2 separate regions of the Urocitellus parryii genome follow, and region 1 is linked to region 2. A link is a contact called in public Hi-C data. All regions are on one chromosome and are shown on one strand. The core of a region is the stretch at or near the end of the contact, and the rest is flanking DNA. Distances in the headings are between cores, read along the strand shown. Region 1 holds the start of Pwp1 (PWP1 homolog, endonuclein). Region 2 holds the start of Fbxo7 (F-box protein 7).

Region 1 (4,387 bases), core at 1,330-3,829, 180 kb before region 2:
CCCATTTTGACACTTACATGATGTGTGGCCTTAATAAGTTACTTCCTTTTTATGGGTCTCATTCTTCTCATCTGTAGTATGAAGCCCCAGATGCTTTACAGAAACTTCCATCAGGAGATGGCATCTCTCTCCACACTTGCCTTGATCCTACCCTGGCCCACTCTAGCCCAAGTTGCCAAGAGGCACAGAGAGAAGCAGAAATAAATGCAAGTGCTTTCAGCTGCAGGCCTGAAGTTGCTGAAGGCTTGAAATTAAGCTAACATATTGGAGGACAGTAGAAATATGGAAGAGAGGTCAAAGCTTGATGACAATGGTCTAAGCCTCTGGCTCCAGATCTGTCTGAAGCCATTTATGTCATTAGATTCTTGAGTCATCCTAGCATAAAAATTCCATTTCTTGCTGAAAGCAATTAGAGTTAGGTTATCTGTCACTTGCATCCAAGAAAATGAGTGAATGAACTGACAAGCAACTCTACCAGAAAACTTGTATGGCATAAAGGAAAGGAGGGTCCTAGACTAGGACTCAGTGTCTTGCCCTTACTTTGTGATGCTAGGCACATTTCCTAATGTCTGTGAACTTCAGTTTAGAATTCTGACTCATTCATTTTTTTTGGCAAATACTTATTGGCATTTGCTGTGCCAGGCACTCTGTTAGGTATTGGCAATGCTGTGGCTGAGATCCTCATGGTTCTTACTCTTGCAAAATTAAGCCCAGTTCTGGAATAATAAAGTTTCCATTTGATACACCTGATTTGTCACCAGTAATGACGTGGTATGAGGCTCTAGCACTTGGAAATTGGTAGTTGTTAGTATTCCTTCAACTCTGTATTAGGTGATATTGTAGCGTTAGCTAGAGAGCGGGCAAGAAATAGGGCGTAGTACAATGGGAAGGAGAGTACTACAGACTTCACTGCCTTCCCAGAACTCAAGGTTAGTTGTTAATAATGCTGACGAACCTAATTACACACATCACTGAGCTAGATGGTGTACAAGAGCCTGGCATGGACCTAGGTTCAATCCTCTGGGACTTTTAACTCTTTAGAATAGCCATCATACTACCAAGCATATTTTTTTTCTGACCTCTGGCAAAGAGACTTTCAGCGTTAAATAAGCTCATCAGTTCCCAAGAATAAGTGTTAGTAATAGAGGTACTTTGGCTCTTGTTAATTCTTGTTATAAAGAATTAATTAGAGGAGAGGAGAGGGGGCATGGAGTCAGGAAAGATAGCGGAATGAGATGGACATCATTACCCTAGGTACATATAGGACTGCACATATGGTGTGACGCTGCATCGTGTAAAACTAGAGAAATGAAAAGTTGTGCTGTATTTGTGTACAATGAATCAAAATGCATTCTGCTGTCATACATATTCTAATTAGAATAAATGAATAAAGAAAGAAAAGAAAAATACATGGGATAGGCGAGATATTGGGTTTGACCATTTCTGGCAACTTTACCCCAAAACAAACATATTCAATATAGATAAATTAATTCCTTAAGGAAAATTAAAACTGGTTTGCTTTATTGGGGTGGAAAACAAGGCAAAAGAAGAACATCCCACACCACCCTAAAATAGTCATGGTATTCATAAATTTCAACAACTTTGCATGCTATGAATAAAGTTACATATAGAAAAAAGAATTAATTATGCCAGCTGCATTTGGATTTTCATTTTCTTTTACTGGACTTATTACATTCTGCCACTTTAGTCCAGTAAAAGACAGTAGGTTTGGCAGGCCTCAAGTGACCACAATCCTAGTCCACCTTCTATTCTTTAATTTACTCGTTTTTATTAAACATTTATCAAGTGCCCAATAGGCACTGGGCTGAGTGCAGCTCAAAGAAGTCAGGATCTGGCCATACTGGAGCAGCAGGTGGCTCATAACTAAGCAATCCCCAAGGGCACTGACCCAGAGTCTCCAATACTCAAACACAAGCCCATTTCCAAATGCCAGGTGGGCCCACCTGAGTAAGCCTAGACAGACGTTAATAAGCCCACCTCTAGGAATAAATCCGTTTATGTACTTTTCCCTAAATATAGCCCGGTTCTTGCCTGTTCATCACTCTTGCTGCATTTTAAAAAAAAAAATTCAAACTTAATGCTGCTAAACTGGTACACTTAAAAATGGTCAAAATGGTACCGTATACTTAGAATATAACAGGTGCTAAATGTTTTAAGGTGAGACAATTACATTCAAGAATATGATGAAGTGCTCCGGATGAGGCAGGGGAGACTGCTCGGCCCGGGATCTGACCCCAGCACCAAAAAGGAAAGCCACACACCTCCCTCTGTGCCGCCCTCTGTGACCAGAGGTCAACGGAACGGCAGGGAAATACCTAAAGGTGGGTGGCATTTTGTCTCTGATTAACCCTGCAGTTCTAAATATTTTCTTTGATCCCAAGAAGTCCGCAGATGTCGCCACAAGCCGGACAGCGGTGAAACACCCTTCACCCCGCTGGACACACAGCAGCACGCCACACGGCCACGCCCCGCGGGGCCTGCCCCTACCTTCCCCCTCCCTTTTGCCTTCGGCGCCCGCGAATGACGTCAGTCGCGGGCGCCGCCGCGAGTGCCCGCGCCTGCGCTCTGCCTGCCGGCGGCCTCGCGAGCTTGCGAGCCTCGGTGCGGCACGCCACCTTCCCCTGCGGCCCGGGTCTTTAACTTGAGACGCCCTTGAGCTGAGGACCATGAACCGCAGCCGCCAGGTGACGTGCGTGGCCTGGGTCCGCTGCGGCGTGGCCAAAGAGACGCCTGACAAGGTGAGGCCTGGTCGCTCCGAGATCGCGGGGAGCGGCTTGCCGGGTCAGTGCGGCCTGGGGACCCCGCACCGGCTCTGGCCAGGCTGGTGTGACGGGACCGGCCGAGGCCGGCTTTGGCTTGGTGGCGGTGACAAGAGCCGTGGCTCGGTCGGCCCGGGTTTCCTGGGCCTGCCTGGACCTTGCTCCTCCGGGCGGGTGGGTCCAAGCCCAGCCACACCCCCAAATTCCGGGCACGTGGACCTCGCGGAATGGAAAGGGGCGGGGTGCTGCTTCGGGTGCGAGGTGGCGCCCAACGCTGATTGACAGCAGCTGCACTCCCACCACGGGGCACTTTCAGGCGGAACCGGGAAGGGAGCACCTGTGACCCGACGCCACTTTGCACTCCCGTGCTTTGTGCTCGGAGGAGTGAGGATGGAGTCAAATTAGGAATTCCTTGAATTAACCCAAATGAGGTGCTGATGGGGCGGTGGGGATGAGGAGTGAACGTGACCCACGAATGAACAGGAGCGCACACTGAGACTGTAGCGCACATGAAAATTACTTAAGATAGCCATCACATACATACTGAGTGCTTTCTGCAGGCCAGGCCTTGTCCAGGATCCCGAGAAAAGGCCCTGCCTTTATGGACTTAATATGTGCGTTTATTGTATGTCAGTGGAAATAGGTTGTAAAACGGGTCGTTTTGAATGTAATTGGGCCAAGCCAATGATGACAGGTTGGGAAAATGATAGGAACGTGAGTGGCTTGGACAAGGAGTGCACAAGAGGAAGGGGTTGGAATAGTCCTAATAGATGTACATTCCACCAGAGCAAGGGCTGTTTTACTCACTTTTTCTCAGGTGTTTGGCTTGCAGCAGACATTCAATACATATTTATAGCATGGGGACAGAAAATTATCTCGTTAAAATTTGTTAAACAAGGAAACAGTTCTTATTAAAGGGAGACATACAGACTTTCAAATTCTTGAAGATGGTGATTTTCAAATGAGCCTACACATTGGAAACACTTGGGGAACGTCACATATTACCGAGGTCCCACTCTAAAGTATTGAGATTAAGTATGGCCTGAAATATTTATTTGTTTGTTTTTGTGAACTCAGGGCCTCACACACACTAGGCAAATGCTGTACCACTAAGCCATAACTCAGCACATGGCCTGAAATTTCTAAAGGTCCCCCAGGTGATTCTCTGTTGCAGACAAATTTGAAGAGTTTATAGAAGGAAGTAGTTGAATTCTGTGAAATCCACAAAAGGAAAAATTACACAAATAACTATTTTTTAATTAAACTTAATTGTTTTCTGGAGCTATCCCACAGTGGAATGCCATTCTCAAAGGCTTTTTTTGTAGAAACTGGGTGATTGATTGGATTCATCATCAGTTGTTAAGCATCACCACATGGGCCACTGAACTATGTACTTAGATATACAATGACATGTCAGCCTCCCTCTTCAAGGAGCTTGTAGTTTGGTAGTGTTCTGTGTATTTTAAAGGTACTAAAGCACTGCTAAGGTGAGGGAATGCCAGTTTCAAAGTAAAGAGAGTGACCTGAGTTTTGAACTCTTATTAGGGTAAAGGCTATCCAGGTAGGAAGTCTGGACCATTTTAGTGGGAAAGGATCTTGATTATAAG
Region 2 (4,440 bases), core at 334-2,833:
TTGTTACTGTTGCCCTTTTTACGAGTGGTAACTGATGAAGGTTTACATAGTCCTCAGGGGTGGACTGGCCTCCAAAGATGGCCACCACATTAGCCTTGCACTGTTTTCTCCGAGTGTTATTTCAGAGAGAAATACTTTCATCCACTGTTGTGTGGGTCTGTTAGAGCAACTGAAGCTATTCCTAATATACCTCCTGAGCATAGTCATTTTCCACATTTTTTTAAAATTTCTACCTCTGCCACATCTTCTCTATGCATGATTGCTGCACCCCATCATTCCATGAATTCCTTTCTTCTCTCAGGTACCAAAAGAGTCTCCTGAGATGATTTCTAATCCAGTGGTTATTAAAGTGACTTTGCCTCTCACAGGATATTTGGCAGTGCTATGATACATCTTTGGTTCTTACAACTGGGGAAGGAAAGGGTTCTACTGGCGTTTTGTGGATAAAGACCAGAGATGCTGATAAACATCCTACAATGTACATAACAGTTTCCCAGAACAAAGACTTATATGGCCCAAAAGATCAATATTGTTGAGGTTGGGAAGCCCTAATCTAATCTACCACTCTCTACCACTGATATATTTTAGATGTGAGCATGTCCTTAGGGGTTCATGGCTTCCTATCCTCTTTTGAATAGCTTTCCCTAAACTTGGGTGAGTTCCAATATTATGAGTCCTGCCTCCCCAAGGAAGGAGTTCAGATTCTGAATCCCAGTTTCCTTTGTAGGCAAAGGTGTGGGACCCATATTTCCTTAGTCAGATGCCCCCCTATGAGTCTTCGATTTGGAAATGAGGTGGGAAAACACGATGATTTTGGAAACTTGGAATTTTATCAGTACAGGTGGCTACAAAAAACAAACAAGAAACACCTGTGGCAGCCATTCCTAGAAGCAGTGACAGCAATGTCCTTCAGCATGGGGTGGGGTGGCAGCAGCAATCTCAGTCATGGTAGTTTCCTCATGAGTTCTTCTGCATGGTTCTGAGCTTTGTTTATGGAAGATTAGCCCGGGCCACTAGTCCTCCCTAAAATTCCCTAAGCTATATATACAGTACCCTTCAGATATACCCCGTACCTGTGTAGTTGCCCAGAGTCAGCCTCTGTTGACCAGATCTATGGACCAAGATAATAAAGTCACCCCCTTACAAATCTCTATCAGCTTCTCATATAGTCTAGAATGTATCCTAAACCCTTTACATAGCCCAAGGCTTATTATTTGTTTATTTTTTTGGGGGTGGATGCATTCACTCTGTCATTCATTCTGGTCACACAGAGTCACTCTGGTCCTGCCACCTTTTCTCAATTTCATATTTCTTGCTATTAAAGAATCCTCCTGCAGAGCATCCCTCCTCGACGTATCTCAACCCCAGGTCTGTTTATCTGTATCATTAATGGGACACTTTACACGACTGCAAGAGTTGATTCACTCAATTGTGAACTGCATGGGCAGGACTCTGCCTACAGCACTTGGTATGTGATCTGTCACAAGCAGGCAATCAAGACGTTTAAGGAGTGAAGGGCAGGACACGGACAAGTGCTGCCACCTATGGAAGAAACTTTTAAAATTTTTTTAGTTGTAATTGGATGCAATTTTTAAATTTTATTTATTTATTTTTATGTGTTGTTGAGGATCCAACCCAGGGCCTCCAAGGTGCTAGGCGAGCCCTCCCAGCCCCTATTGGAAGAAACTTTATTCAATTCTTATGAAGACTTGGACAATGGTTCTGAGAACACGGATGAAATTTGATAATCTCTCTCATCTAAGTTGACCCTCTAAGTGTAGCCAGACTCCAGGATGGCCCCCAGTGATCCCATCTATGGCTAATCATGCCTTTGGCTTGATCCTCTCACACTGAAGGGCTGATTTGGCTATGACAGAAGCAATGGTGACTTGAGGCTAGCCCATAAAAGACATTGTGGCTTTTGTCTTGGTTTCTCTCGTGGGTCACTTGCTCTGAGGGAAGCCAGCTGCCATGCTCTAGGGACACTCAAACAGCCATCTGGGGTGATGCATGTGGTGAAAACAGGTCTCCGGCCAACAGTCCTGTGAGCGAGGCATCTCAGAAGCTGATCCTGCGGCCCAAGTTCCAAATCTCAGATGACAGCAGCCCTGGCCTACATCTTCACCGTAATCGCACGAGACCTGGAGACAGCACTAGACAGCCACACCACCCCCAAATTCCTGAACTACAGAACCCGTGGGACAACAAACGTTTGCTGCTTCGAGCTAGTAAGATCTGGGAGGCGACTGTCAAGCAGCAACAGATGACTAACGCACGGTCCAACCGGAGCAGCGACCACGGTGTTTTACGTCCTGCAACAGGACACACCCGGAGCTGCACTCAACCTCACGCTTCTGAGAGCAGCGCCACGAGACACGGGGTAGGACCTGGTCCTCGGGGACTGGTGAGCGGTGCAGACCGCAGCATCCTTTCCGGCGCCAACGTCCCTCCAGCCACAGCGCAGCAGAAGCTGGCGGACGGTCCCTAGCTGCGGCGGACTCTGCGCCTGCGCAGTGCGCTTCGCGGCCCAGACAGCGTCGTCGCGCTCCGAGCCATCGATCGCCGGGGCCCCGCGGCAGGCTGGCGGCGCGGGCTCCAGGGGGCGCCCTGCCTGGAGCGGCTGAGAGCGGACGTTCCAGAGACGCGGCGGGAGGAGCGGCCTGCGCCCGCTGCACCTGAGCACCCCCAGTCAGCGGCGGCGATCGCCGCCGCCCAAAGCCCCGCGGCCGAAGCGGGACCGCCGCCGCCATGAAGCTGCGAGTGCGGCTTGAGAAGCGGACCCGGCCGCTGGACGTGCCCGAGGCGGAGCCGACGCTGGGGCAGCTGCGCGCGCACCTGAGCCAGGCCCTGCTGCCCACCTTGGGGTACAGGTAGGGAGTAGCGCGGGGCGGGCGTGGCCGGGCGGCCCGCGGGCGCGGGACCGGGCGGTCACGTGGGGGCTGGCTCTCGGGGCGTCGCCGCCCGGGGGACCCGTGACTGTGACGCGCGAGGCCGGCGGGGCGCTGGGCCGCTGCGCGCCAGGCCGCTCGGGGACCATGGCCCAGCCTCCCGGGGGCGCCGGTCCCCTCCCGGGTGAGTAGCCGGCGGCGTCCGCGGAGCGGAACCGGGAGCGGGACCGCACGTCGTGCACGCGGCTGGCGGGACTCGAGGCTGGAAGCGGGCGCGCTCGCCACCCTCCCGTTAGCCCGAGTCCTCCTGAGCTGCTGGAGTAGTTCCGTGGGAAAGTTCGCAAAGTTCTGCGCCCAAAGTGAACAGTCCGGTCCCCGTCGATGCCGCCCGGCGCTTGTCCCCCGCTGCAGGGCGACGGCAGTGTTAAGCCTGTTGAGTGCGCAGGTGCCGCTTCGGCGGGCTCTGACTCTCCCCCTGCACTTTAGCCAGGGAAGGTGCAGGTGGGATTCAGGTCTGTGAGCTTTCCTGGGCGTGATGCACTTTTTTTTTTTTTTTCCTCCTCCTAACATGGAGGTAAACGTTGGCCTTGACCCCGGAGAACTGGAAATTTGGGGCCGAGAGGTTGAGAAAGATCAAAAAATGGTCATGAACTTCATGGGGTTGAAGATGAAGCTGCTTTGTGTCCTTGGAGGATAGGTCTGGGAATAATAATCTGGGGGTAGAGAGGACGATGTAAGGATGGCCTCTCTTCAAATACAGAACTTGTGAATTTGAAATTTTATTGTGCCCAGAAAAAAAATATTCGCTGGGGCTTTTTAGGCGAATTTTTCAAAAGAAAACCTTTTGAAGAGTATAAAAACCTTTTATAAGAGTTGTACAGACTTGCACTTTAGTTGTAGGGGGTTTAGTAAAATGAGGCCACATTATGGATTTCTCATCCTTTTAATTTTTTCAGATTAAAAAGATTGAAAAAAGACAAAAAAATAAGGTATTATCATAACTCCTTTGAAACATTATAGTAAATGATATGTTTATTGCTACTGCTTGGGGTCAAGCCTAAGTGTATGTGCTGGCATCATTACCCCACCAAGCATTTTTGAAGATCTCTTGAAGGGGTGTGTGTGTGTGTACATACATGTATATGTATAGATATACATGTTTTGTTATTTTTTTAAATAGGCAGGATAGCCTTAAAAGGATGTGTAACCTAAAAGGATATGACTGCTTGCACAAGAACCCAAGTTAGTTTCTCTTTCAGGTTTGTTTTTGCAGTTGAGGCTGGTTACCTGCCAGGAATTTAAGTTTCAGTTTGTGAAACTAAATTTATTGTTTTGAAAGTATTCATTTGTTAATAATGTATTCATTTGATAAAAATATGACATGATTATTTTAAAGTGTCTTTACTGAGCAAGTGGGCTCAGAATTACTATAAAATATTTTTTAAAAGCCTGGAGTTTCTAGAGTTTCATTTTTCTGCTAAAGTTAACCCCCTGCCTCAGTTTTAGAAAATAGAATCTTGGAAAACTACATATAACTTTAGCAGTAGTTCTT

Evidence for each region. A called contact is a pair of places that touch in the nucleus more often than the background predicts.
Region 1: a Hi-C map of muscle shows a contact between it and region 2, with 2.2 times the contacts expected there. The contact joins the promoter of Pwp1 here to the promoter of Fbxo7 in region 2. A contact is called at or near these places in 2 of 2 Hi-C or Micro-C datasets (liver and muscle).

Annotation. Positions count from the first base shown.
Region 1 is chr5:14,495,263-14,499,649 of mUroPar1.hap1, reverse strand. It overlaps Pwp1 (PWP1 homolog, endonuclein), which reads left to right and starts at 2,579. Exons shown (of 15, transcript XM_026398598.2): 1 at 2,579-2,759. The coding sequence starts at 2,688.
Region 2 is chr5:14,318,330-14,322,769 of mUroPar1.hap1, reverse strand. Fbxo7 (F-box protein 7) reads left to right here and starts at 1,583. Exons shown (of 9, transcript XM_026397865.2): 1 at 1,583-2,870. The coding sequence starts at 2,749.